4 separate regions of the Mus musculus genome follow, and all the other regions are linked to region 1. The links are chromatin contacts, called in public ChIA-PET and promoter capture Hi-C maps. All regions are on one chromosome and are shown on one strand. Each heading gives the region's core, a stretch centred on a gene start, on an enhancer-like site or on the middle of the called end of the contact. The rest is flanking DNA. Distances are from core to core; before and after follow the strand shown. Region 1 holds the start of Taf1b (TATA-box binding protein associated factor, RNA polymerase I, B). Region 2 has its middle 17 kb from the start of Klf11. Region 3 holds the start of Cys1 (cystin 1). Region 4 holds the start of Klf11 (Kruppel-like factor 11).

The links. ChIA-PET counts read pairs in DNA pulled down with a chosen protein or histone mark. Capture Hi-C pulls out chosen DNA fragments and counts their contacts.
Region 2: an RNA polymerase II ChIA-PET map of memory CD8 T cells shows a contact between it and region 1, with 13 read pairs. The contact joins the enhancer-like site here to the promoter of Taf1b in region 1. A contact is called at or near these places in 9 of 39 promoter capture datasets (the 3T3-L1 cell line, the C10 cell line, the HPC-7 cell line and 6 more), 1 of 115 datasets of contacts at active chromatin or transcription factors (memory CD8 T cells) and 3 of 9 other capture datasets (adipose tissue, embryonic stem cells and liver).
Region 3: a promoter capture Hi-C map of liver shows a contact between it and region 1. The contact joins the promoter of Cys1 here to the promoter of Taf1b in region 1. A contact is called at or near these places in 21 of 39 promoter capture datasets (the 3T3-L1 cell line, 3T3-L1-derived adipocytes, the C10 cell line and 14 more), 16 of 484 Hi-C or Micro-C datasets (the 63-12 cell line, CD8 T cells, the G1E-ER4 cell line and 7 more), 1 of 115 datasets of contacts at active chromatin or transcription factors (stem cell-derived neural progenitor cells) and 3 of 9 other capture datasets (adipose tissue, liver and pancreatic islet).
Region 4: a promoter capture Hi-C map of adipose tissue shows a contact between it and region 1. The contact joins the promoter of Klf11 here to the promoter of Taf1b in region 1. A contact is called at or near these places in 9 of 39 promoter capture datasets (the 3T3-L1 cell line, the C10 cell line, the HPC-7 cell line and 6 more), 6 of 484 Hi-C or Micro-C datasets (B cells, CD4 T cells, LSK cells and 3 more), 3 of 115 datasets of contacts at active chromatin or transcription factors (bone marrow-derived macrophages, embryonic stem cells and memory CD8 T cells) and 2 of 9 other capture datasets (adipose tissue and liver).

Annotation. Positions count from the first base shown.
Region 1 is chr12:24,497,183-24,499,983 of GRCm38.p6, reverse strand. Taf1b (TATA-box binding protein associated factor, RNA polymerase I, B) reads right to left here and starts at 1,403. Exons shown (of 15, transcript NM_020614.2): 1 at 1,335-1,403. The coding sequence starts at 1,352.
Region 2 is chr12:24,632,471-24,635,328 of GRCm38.p6, reverse strand. No RefSeq gene overlaps it. Among named protein-coding and RNA genes, the nearest start is that of Klf11, 17 kb to the left of the region's middle. Within about 2 kb of position 1,343, at least 55 of the 459 cell types and tissues checked have an H3K27ac peak or open chromatin away from gene starts, as enhancers often do. A contact at or near this core is called in adipose tissue and memory CD8 T cells, where this site is marked.
Region 3 is chr12:24,680,433-24,683,132 of GRCm38.p6, reverse strand. It overlaps Cys1 (cystin 1), which reads left to right and starts at 1,338. Exons shown (of 5, transcript NM_001004455.2): 1 at 1,338-2,503. The coding sequence starts at 2,225. All of the region lies in intron 1 of Gm36129 (a long non-coding RNA gene), which reads right to left.
Region 4 is chr12:24,649,963-24,652,852 of GRCm38.p6, reverse strand. It overlaps Klf11 (Kruppel-like factor 11), which reads right to left and starts at 1,482. Exons shown (of 4, transcript NM_178357.3): 1 at 1,287-1,482. The coding sequence starts at 1,328.

The sequences.
Region 1 (2,801 bases), core at 154-2,653:
AACAAAGATATAGGTAAACTCTCTGGGAGAGCTGAGGGAGAAAAGGATGACCCACCGTATGGATGATCAAAGCAAACAAAGATTGAAAACACTGTTGACTTTTTCTTTGGGGCACTGAGGCAGATGTGTCGAGTTTTGATTTATTCATCCAACCATATAAAGGGTATCAACTGTATGAGTACCAAACGTTTAACTGGGTGCTTAGGGGTTCTACTGGAAGCAAAAGGAGCATATGGTCCACTTATGGTCTATATGGATTATAATTTTAGGTTTATCAATGTATTATATAGACATTATTACATTTGTCATGGATACAGATAGTATCTACTGTCTACCTTGAGTCCCTCTATCATTATTCTGTCAGTGCACACACAGAGAACTGGTTCCTAATTCTTTGGTGTTTGACTTATGGGTCAGCTACTGAATACACCCATCATGTTCACAGTGCATGCAAAGTGCAGCAGCTTCCTAACCACTCTTACAGTGAGGTGTGGGCACGTGTGCTGGATAGTTTTGTGTCAGCTTGACACAAACTGAAGATATCTGAGATGAGGGAAGCTCAATTAAGAAAAATACCTCCATACCATCAGGTGGCAGGTAGGCCAGTAAGGCACTTTCTTAATCAGTGATTGATGAGGGAGGGTCCATCCCATTGTGGGTGGTGTCACCTCTGGGCTGGTAGCTCTAGGTTTTACAGAACCTGGTAAGCTGACCAAATCATGAGGAGTAAGCCAGTAAGCAGCACCCCTCCATGGCCTCTGCATCAGTTCCTGCCTCCAAGTTCCTGCCCTGTTCTTTAGATGATGAACAATCATATAGAAGTGTTAGCCCTTTTCTCCCCAGCTTGCTTTTTTGGTCATGGTGTTTCATCGCTGCAATAGAAACCCTAAGATAGCAAGCACATTAGAACGTCCTCGGCAAGAGTCTGGTGTCCGTACCCTAGACAGGCTGACAGGGATTACTTGGAGGCAACCCAAGTTCCAGGTCCTGCTCTTCCTCACGCGCAACCAGCATCAAAGGGAGCTTTGCTGGGTGGTCTCCTCCAAGGAGCCACGGGGGTGGCCAACCCACAAGCCCACAGTTTCATCCTCTTTCTGGCCCACGGCCCCTCTGAACAAACACTCCACCCAATCCCACCCGCAACCTCCCAGAGCGGACAAGCAGCCAGGTTCCGGGGCCCAAGTGGCCACCGCCCCTTCGCTCCGCCCCCTATGCGGGTCACCGCCCCGAGCCGACGCCTGCCCTGGGCGCTGCTCCTCCTCCTCCTGGCTATCCCTGGCCCATTGAGTTAGGGAACGCGAGTGGGAGCTGCACGCGTTCCTCTAGGTCCTTACCACCTCCTCCACATCCATCGAGGCTCCGCTGCAGACACCGTTACCCAAACAGCAAGCGCCGCTTCCGGGAGAGACGGGGAGAGCGCTCCGGTCGGAAACACAGCCTCTGCCTTTGCGTTCCAGGAGTCTTCTGTGCTGCCCTTGTGGGACTCAAGACCCAGGTTTCTGGCAGGCAGTACAGGACCAGGACCAGGCCCCAGTGACAGAGCTCAGACCTACGAGGATTTTCTGTGGTTTTGTTTTTGTGGCTCTGGCTTTCCCGGAACTCAGCTCAGGAGACTACACTGGCCTTGAACCCCACCTGCCTCTGCTTCCTGAGAGCTGGGATTAAAGGCGTGTGCCATGACTTCCGGCTTCTGGGTTTTACAAAATGTGTTCTCAGTGTTTGAACACAGGTTGTTGAACTAGAACTGGTTGTCTATTTGAAATTTTTTTTAACTTCCCAGATCCTAGGAACCAAACCCTCCTAGTGCATGCTCGCCAAGAACTCCACACCACTGAACATCCCCAGACCAAGATTTCTAGTCATAACTCTATTTCTTTCTTGTACCTTCACCTCCTCCTGTGTAAAAAATATATGTTTGCCTATGAATATAATTATGTCTCGTTTAATAAATTCTTAATACATTTATCTCTTGTTCCCTCGTTGAACACACTAATCCCCTGCTTCATTCCATAAACTAAAGTTGTTTTAGATTTTCCTGTGAACAAAATAAGTCTCCACCTTTGTGAACATTTATATCTGTTTATTTAATTGTTTTTGCTTATTTGTTTCCAGACAGGGTTTGTCTGAGTAGTCCTGTCTGTGTTGGAACTCACTTTGTAGATCAGGCTGGCCTTGAAGTCAGAGACATGTGTTTGCCTTTGCCTCCTGAGTGCTGGGATTAAAGGCCTGTGCCACCAGAGCCTGACATTTGTTTTAGATACTAAAAATTCTTTCCAGGGGCAGTAGAGAAGAGCTGAGATGGATTTCAGATGATAAGGTCCCCAGCAGGGTAGGCTGGGATATGTCAAGGATCCTGCAGCACTCTGGAGAACAAAGGAAACTCTTGATATTATAGATGTTAGAGGGAAAGGATCTCCAAGCCCAGAGGAGAGGGGGTCTCTGCAATTTGCAAATTAATGAAGGTACTAAAAATAAAGGGTCATAATTTAGAAAGCTAAACCTATTTTGCCTCCTCCCACCTTGGGACTACTACGTGCTAGGAGTTTAGTAGTTTACAGAGGTACTAAATAAAGTGAGGCTAATTGACTTTAATATCAATACTATGGTAGGAAGAGACAAAAATAAGAAAATCATGGGTTTGGAGAGATGGTTCAGCAGCTAAGAGAGCACTGGCATCTCTTGTAAGATTTCAGTTTGATTCCCAGCACCCACATGGCAGCTCACAACTATCTGTACTCTAGTTCCTGGGGATCAGGTGCCATTATCTACTGACGTGGGTACCAGGCACAGACATGGTGTAC
Region 2 (2,858 bases), core at 94-2,593, 140 kb before region 1:
TCCTAGCTGCTTGGAAGCCATTATTCCACTAGCAGCCTTCAGATGAAGACGTAGAACTCTCAGTTCCTCCTGCACCATGCCTGTCTGGATGCTGCCATGTTCCCACTTTAATGATAATGGACTGAACCTCTGAACTGGTAAGCCAGCCCCAATTAAATGATGTCCTTATAAGAGTTGCCTTGGTCATGGTGTCTGTTCACAGCAATGAAGCCCTAACTTAAGACAGGCTGAGAGCAGCATGTGGGGCTTGGGGAGCCCCAGTTGGACTGCAGGTTGAGCTTCTTGCATGGTAAGAACAGCAGCTGACTGGCTGTTCTGAGGAAGACCTGCATTCCTGAGTCTTTCAAGACCCCACCCTCACAGTCCCCCATTCCCACAGTCTCTGCTCCTGAAGTCACAGCATAGGGACCAGGGCTTCACCTCACGAGTGGCACAGACGCCAGGTCCTTGTGTTCCCCTGGGACAGACCACAGGTGCCAGGTGTTTTCTACTTGCAAAAAACACACAGGCACATGCAAACATAGGCTCACATACACACGCACATCTATTTATGTGGTTTTGTTCAGAATTTTCTTAATCATAGTCTTATGTGTATGAATCCTTCAGGCCACTCTGCATCCCCAGGGCTCTTGTCCAGGCCCAAGCTCATTGCTCCCTTGCTCTATAGACTCCCTACTCCTTAGAGACATTGTGAATCCTGTTTGCTCAAACGCTTCTCTAGCTAAGTTATTTTCAGAATCGAGATGGTATCTTCACTAATACTGCCCTTACAGGCTGCCAAAGTATCCATGGACTATTTTATTATTTTAATTTTTTGCTTAGCTGTACCTTTGTGCTGAAAATAGCTTGTGAGGAACCAGAGGGAGCCGCTTAGTGTTTTCGGCCTGATAAGAAGGAGCCAGCTGGTTGACATGGGTGGATGTGTCAGTCATTTGGGCACACAGGGACCTGTGGAGACCTTGACAGTGGTGGGAGACAGAGTCATACAGGAACCCTGCTACAGGAAATGGTACCACTCAGTTAACACTCTGGGTGGGTGGCTGGGTGGGTCCCCTCAGCTAGGTCTCAGGTTACCTTCCAGAGCATACTGCCTCCAGTCAGGCCCTAGAGCTCCGTTGGGACTTAACCACACTTTCCCATTTAGCTATGTCAAAGCACAGGTTGGAGGCCATTCAAGTTCCCCAGCTGCCTGGCTTCCTGGCTCTGGTTTACAAAGTACTGTCTTGGGAAGGAAGGGAGGGACCAGGGTATCTTGGCTGGTGCTTTCCCCTGGGTGGAGACAGGTGGGACTCTTGATTACATAGGACATCACTCTGAGGGCCTTGCTTCTTCCTGGGAAAACCCCTCCTAGCCTAATGGGTGGGCCTGGCCACTACTTCCCCCGGAAGAGGGACACACCCAGGGTGGTTACCCCAGCAACAGTGTGTTGGAAGAGGTGGCCTGCAGAGTCAGGCTCCTTTTCTAGAGTGGCAGAAATGGGGATAGAACAGCTCAGGTGGCTTCAGGCAGCTTCTCTACTTTCTAAAGAGTTTTGAGGGGACTCCAGACAGCCTAGTGGTCCTGACTAAACATGGCCTTGGTGTGAGCATTTATCCCTAAGATTTCCCCATTTGTGTATCGTCCCATTTAGACAGTGTGGAAGAGTTAAATGACCCTGATTCTGCAGATAGTGGCCAAGGTCCTCGGCTATTCATTTCAGTAATGTCCAGAAGGCCTGAGCGGGGCCTAGGGTCCCGCAGACTGACAGCTCTGGCTGCCTTCCCAGAGGGCACTGTCCAGGGTGGAGACAGAGTCTACAGTGATCTGACAGTGGGCTGAACAGGGAGAGGTGTCTGAGGCAGACGGGAGACCACTCCATACTACTGGTCCCTAGGGTTAGAACCCCATTTCCTAGCCAGGTCTGAGTTGAACATTACAGGAGGAAAAGAAGACAAAGGGGTGTGCTTGCATGTGAGGAGCCTTGGGGGAGTAGGAAGGAGCAGAGGGCCACGAGCAACCTGGGGGACACACCTGTGACCCCTATGAGTGGGAGGAAGAAGCTAGAGCAATGGTTCTAAACCTGTGGCTCTCGACCCCAAAGGGGTCACATTATCAGATGCTTATATTACAATTATGAAGTAGCAACAAAAATCATTTTATGGTTGGGGGAGGGGTTAACCACAACGTGAGGAACTGTATTAAAGGGTTGCAGCATCGGGAAGGCTGAGAACCACTGGGTTAGGGGATCAGGAGTTCAGGAAGTTTGAGGCTAGCCTGGGTTACATGAAACTCCATCTTAAAAAGACAGGAAGTGGGAATGAGGATCAGAAGTCCAGAGCATGAAAGACTTAAAGGAGGGGCCCCTCAACTGCCCAGCAGGTGAAGGTGGGGTCAAGGCCCATTTGTCACATTGTCTGTGTCACTTTGCAGCCAGTTCCTTTCTCTTCCAGTTCGTGGCTTTCCCACCCATTGATCTGCCTTTTGCCACTACAGAAGTTCCCAGGGACACAGACACACAGTCTACACACTCTCCTGTGTAGTTTTGGGTTTTGTTCAGCACACTGGCTTTTCAAAGCGGTTCCACCATGTTGCTTCTCAGTAGCAATGGCATCTCTGTGGCTCTGTCTCTCACCTTTCTGCCTCCTACAGTTCTGCCTCCTTATTACTGTCCTGGAGGGGAGAGGGCGCTTCTCACTGGGACATGAATTTGCATTTCCCTGGTGTCTGACTGTGCTGACCTCACCAATAAAACGGTGACATGATTGACAGTCGGTTTTGTCATGTATATTTTTAAACTATGGGGTTGTTTGAAAGAAGATTTTAATGTCTAATGTCACAGGAGTCCACCACTTGTGTTAAGAAGGTTGACACATTTGTTG
Region 3 (2,700 bases), core at 89-2,588, 180 kb before region 1:
TTAGCTCTTGTCTTCTATTTTTTGAGATTCTTGAGACTAACTCGCTCTGGGCAGACTCTTGTCTACCCTTAGAAAGGATCTTGGAGGCTGCCTGTGCGCTCGGTATTAGTGTGGGTTTTGTTTTTAGATGGCTGGTCTCCTGCAGCCCAGACTATCCTCTCAAACTTGCTAAGAAAGCATTCCCGGAGGTGACCTGGACCTCCTAATCACCTGCCTATGCTCCACGAGTGCTGGGATGACAGGCCTGCAGTGCAATGCCTCCCTCTGTCTAGCCCTTCCAGACTCCTGGAAGCCAGGACTCCAAATGTGGCTGACATTATGTGTGAGCTCAGAGAGAACGCAGGCTTTGGCAAGACTCCTGTGCAAGCACAGCCACGGAGACAAGTCTGGGGAAACAGTTGAAATCAAGAGTATCGAGAAAAATTTGGCTGCTCTGGAGAACACAGGAGCGCTGGCTATATTTAAACTCGGAGTCACATGACTAGACTCTACTTGGGCAGGAGTAAAACGTGTTTTCTTTTAAATGATTAAACTGAGTTGAACTTTGCTCAAGGAAAAAATTCATTCTCTCTGACTTTTTTTCCCTTGGCTTGATGAATTTCAAGATGAGATTTGTTTTCATAAAGAGAAAACTTACGTCAGTAATCTCTAACCTAGACACATCTGTGCACCGTGTATCCCACTTCTGTGGGCATACATCTATTCCTGCGGTGATGAAAATAGTAAAATTTTATGCCTCCGTTGGAAGAATTTCACCCAAAATTCCACTTTCACATTGGGTTGGCCAGTACGGATGCGGTTATTGGCAAGCCAAAATCAGAGAAAACCAAACTTCGGGGTATTTAAATCACCCTGCCCTGGAAAGTGCTGGAAGGGAAGCAGGCAAAGAATTAGCCTATGGTAAGCCTCCAGAAATTGTCCCGTAAAAGCACAAATCTAGCCAAGCCAGGGTCGCCCCAGTCCTGTAGAAACCTCAGTGGTGACAGCTTTAGTAACCAGATCTATACCTGGAGAAAAGGAAGCCAGAGCCTGCGGTGAAGCGGCCAGAGGAACTCCAATCGGAGGTCAGAAAGATGGTGAAGAGGAAGGTCGTCTTTCGACCTCTAAATTCACCCTGTCCGGGCCGGGGGGTCGCAATCTTCCACAATCTAACCACCCCAAATTCTGCGCATCCTTCCCTCCCAGGAAGTCACACGCCCACTCCAGAGTCTTCTCCTCTACCCTCGAGTCCCTGTCCAGGGACACGCCCTTCAGTGTGCCCTGCCCAGGGCCTCTGGTACACGCCTCTCAACCTCTCACTCCGGCTGGCCACCCTGAAGCTCTCCCCTCCCTTGGACATTCTCTCTCTCTCACACTCACACACACATCTCCGGCTCTCCTTTTCTGTCTCCCTCCTCCTCTCACCTTGTCTCTGCTCTCTCAGACCTGTACCTGAAGCCCCAACGACCTCCTTTCCGACAGTGCTAGTCTCCAACCCCGACTCCTGATCTTCCCCTTCCCTGGCATCCGGCTCTGCTTCAAGCATTCTTCTGTCTTTCACCCCCCAGCTCTTTTCAGCCGGTGCCTTGCTCCCCTTGCTCCCAGCATGACTCCCACCCGTGCTCCATGGGCCTCCCCCAAACTTCTCCAAGATGATTCTTTCGCCCTGACTTCCCTTCCACCAGTCTATCCACTCTGCACCCTTTAAGGCTCCCTTCCATACAATACTAACCCTGTTGCACCTCCCTGCAGTGCCACCCTACCCCAAACTTCCCACACCCCCGCCGCACCCTGAGAGTCTCCCAGGGAGTCACTCCCACCCTCTCTTCATCCCGCTTACTCTCCTTCCCCCCCAGGATCACCTTCCCCATTTTCTCCCTGTCTCACGGCGCTCCCCCTGCCCCACCCCGTTCTTCATCTCCTCCAAGTCTTTCCCCATCCTCCCATTCTCCCCCTGAGGAGCGCCCCCTCTCCCCTAGCAGCCTCTACTTCCTCCAGCCTCCCAGATCATCCTTGCTTCTCTGTCTCTTCCATCCCCGCGCCCCCCGTGACTCCTCCTGCTACCCCCGTTTCTCATAGCTCCCATCCCCCGTGACTCTCCTCCCTCCCTATCTCTCCATCGCACCCTCCGCCGCTCACTCCTCCAGAATCCCCCTTGCTGTTCCCTCGCCCCATCTGGCCCGCCGCGCTCCCGCCCCAGTCCCGCCCGGCTCCCAGGCTGCGCGCTCCAGGCTGGGTGCGCGCCATGGGCAGCGGCAGCAGCCGGAGCGGCCGGATCCCGAGGCGGCGACGCAGCCCTGACAGGCGTCAGACAGGCCCGGGAGAGACAGCCTCGGAGGGCGGCACGGCTGACCAGGCCCGGACGGCCGCGGGGCAGGAGGAGAGCGGCCGCGACCCCCGACCCGCGACGCCCTCCGGTGGCCGGGAGGAGACCCTACGCCTGCTGGATCAGTTGCTGGCCGAGTCGGAGGCCTGGGGGCCCCAGGAGCTGACCCCACGAGGCCCCGCCCGGCTCGCACCCGCGGTGAGTATGGGGGCCAGGCCCTCCACCCATCCCTCTGCATCCCTAGTATCCTCCCACCCAGGCCTCCGTCCCTACTTGGCGCCTCTGTCCCCAGCTCACCCAGAGTGGCCCCCCACCCCCGCCCCAGTCCCTTATAGGGTTTTGTGTCCCTTCCTTATCCCCACTCTTGCATATTCTAACTCTGCCTCCTGGGTGGG
Region 4 (2,890 bases), core at 233-2,732, 150 kb before region 1:
AGGTGAGAGGAACAGCATGAGAAAGCTCAACCATAGTCCAGGAAAGGTGTCTCCTCCTGTATACCATGTCACCTTTACATGCAGGAGTGGGGAGGAAGGGACTGGAACCTAGCCTGTCCAAAAGAGAAACTTAAGCCTACAGACACATATTTCCATACATATTTTCTGAGCTTCAAAACTTCCTGTCTGTCCAGATTCCCCTTCACTGAACAGGCAAAGATATGACCATAGGGGCCAGACAACCTCCTGGAAGGGTATTTTGATTATGAGCCTTCAAGTGGAATCAATGTCCAGCCCCATACTAGGAAAGAATGCGAACGTAGGTTCCCTTGAGTCCATGTAATACTGTGTTCTCACCAGGAACCTGCTCCGCACCACTTCTCTGGCCCCCTACATTTCTATCAGGTTCTGTTGCTCCACACCCTACACCTTCTGACAGAGGTCCCTGCCATGACTTCACTCAGTCCCTGGGCCCAAGCCTGCAAAGTCCCATTTTACCACACCCCTTCTCACTTAGACTCCACCCTTCGCCCAGCTCTACCCTTACCAGCCCATTAAGCTTGGCTGACACACCTCTTCGAACCACACTCTTGCACACTCGCCTATCAAGACACACTATTGCCTTGCTCCTCATTCCGTCGTAACCCCATCCAGGCACTCTGGCCACACCCTCCTGAGATACCTTTACTTTGGCTCCACCCACAGCCCCTCCCACTGCACTCCTACCAGATGCTCTCACCACACTCCCTCCCTTCGGCTTAGCCTTTGCCCCGCCCCTAGATAAACTCTCACTATGCACTCTTACATCGGCCCCGCCCCACAGTCCTACCAGAGGTTCTCACCAAGCTCTCTAGCTTCGGTTCCGCCCTCTTACACTACTACCAGGTGCTTTCACCATGTCCTTCGCCTTGGTCCCATCTAGTTCCCCCAATATCTCCTCCAAGCACGCTTGCCCACGCCCTAGCTTTGGCCACGCCCCCATGCTGCGCCCCAGCTTTGACTCCGCCCCCAAGTTCCCGCCAGCCGCGCCCACATCCAACAGCGGTCCTCCTCTGGATTCGGGTGACGTCATGGCTGGAAATAGCCGCGCCGGGCGGGGCCGCAGCGGACCAGAGACAAAGCTGAAGGCAGGCTGCCGCGCTAACACACCCCCCTCCCCACCCTGACCCGGCCGAGCCTCCGGGTCCCTGTCCGGACCAGAGCAAATCCGCAGCCCCCACCGCAGCGAGAAGTCGCCATCCCTCCCGCGTCCCCCGTCTCGTCCCGCGCTCAGCCCCGTCACTTACCGCGCGCCCGTCGCCGGGGCCGGTGGAGCCCGGCGAGTGCATGGTGCCGTATGGCCTGCAGGCAGCAATGCTGCGAGGCAGGAGCCCTGCGTGCGGCGGAGGCTGCACGTGTGCGGCGGGCGGCGGTGTCCCGAGCGTCTGTTCCCGGCGCGCACCTCCGCCTTCCTTGCCGCGCGGCTCTGCCTCCGCGCGGCCCGGGAGGCGCGGGAGGGGCGGGGCGCCACGGAGGGAGCGGCCCTGGGCGGGGCGCGCGGGCAAACCAAAATACACCGCTCCCTGCTGGGGGCATGGCCTCTGCCGCCAGCCAATCAGCGCCAGGCCGGCAAGAAGCGGGCCAATGGGCGCCGCGGGGGGGCGCGTGATCGGAGCCTGGCTGCGGCGTGATCCGGCGGGGCGGGCGGCGGCACGTGTTTTGGTCCGGGCTAGAGGCGGGGCGTGAGGCCTGGAAAGTAGGGGAAAGGTCCCGGCGGCGGCGCGGCGGCAGTCGACCGCAGTAAGGTCCTCTTCTGCCGCAGGGGCTGCTCGCAGAGGTCGCGCGCTGGCCCCACGCCGTGGACGGATCTGGTAGGCGGGACCCACAGGGACGGCCTCACCCTGTCTCTAATTTCTTTTAAGCTGTCGTTGGCTCTTAGGACCGCATCTCTGCCCAGGAAGAGGCTTGAAAGCTGCTTGGGTTTAGGGACGACATCCGCTTTTTCCTGCATGGCGCCAGATCAAATGCTCTTCCTACTCTAATCTGCCTTCTGCTACAAAAGAACTACAGCCGTGTAGTCAGCCACTCGACATGTACCTAATGAAGCCTGCGCATCCTCCCCAGTGGCCATACAAAGGACACCCACTTGGGGTGTCCTCAGGCCTACGTGAGACCTGACCCAAATCCTGAGTATCCGTTTTTTCCCCTTGGGCCTTTAGGTGCGGTTATTCATGTACACTCATCACAAGTCTTGGAGAGCAGAGGTCAATGCATGCAGTATGTCGTGCCCACCTCCAACCTACAGTGCAGCAATAGGGCACCCCTCTACTAACCCCCTGATGCCTCACTGCAGAGCCTTGAAACTAGTGGAGGTCTGGGAGAATCATTGCTGATATGAGCAGACAGGAGCTGGACATTATGCTGCCTATTTTTATCAGACAGGTGAGCAGGCAGAGAGGCAGGCAGGCAGAGAGCCCTGTCCTTAAGCTGGTAAGGCCTAAGGGTTATAGTTGCAACCCTGATTCCTCAGTTTCACACTGGCTTGACAATGGAATTAAGTGAACCAAAGAAAGGGAGTTTGTTGAAAGTAACAGTAGGAGTGTTTAAAGGTGAATTCACATGTCTAACTACTGGGGCATTTAACACACATGGAGTTAGTCTTCTACTTGGGCCTGTTTAAATTGTTTTTGCTTCATTCCCACACTGAATTTCTGACTCCCCGTGTTCACCCTTACCTATAATGCCTCCGCCCCATCCAACGTCCCTACTGTCTCCTGTTCTCTCCACACGTGGTTTTATGGCGTATGTGTTGGAGAATAATCTCCAGAGTAATATGTTAATAGTATTTGGAGAGGGAGCCTTTGGAGGGTGATTGGGATTAAGGAAGGGTTATGGGGTCTTAAAATTAGAG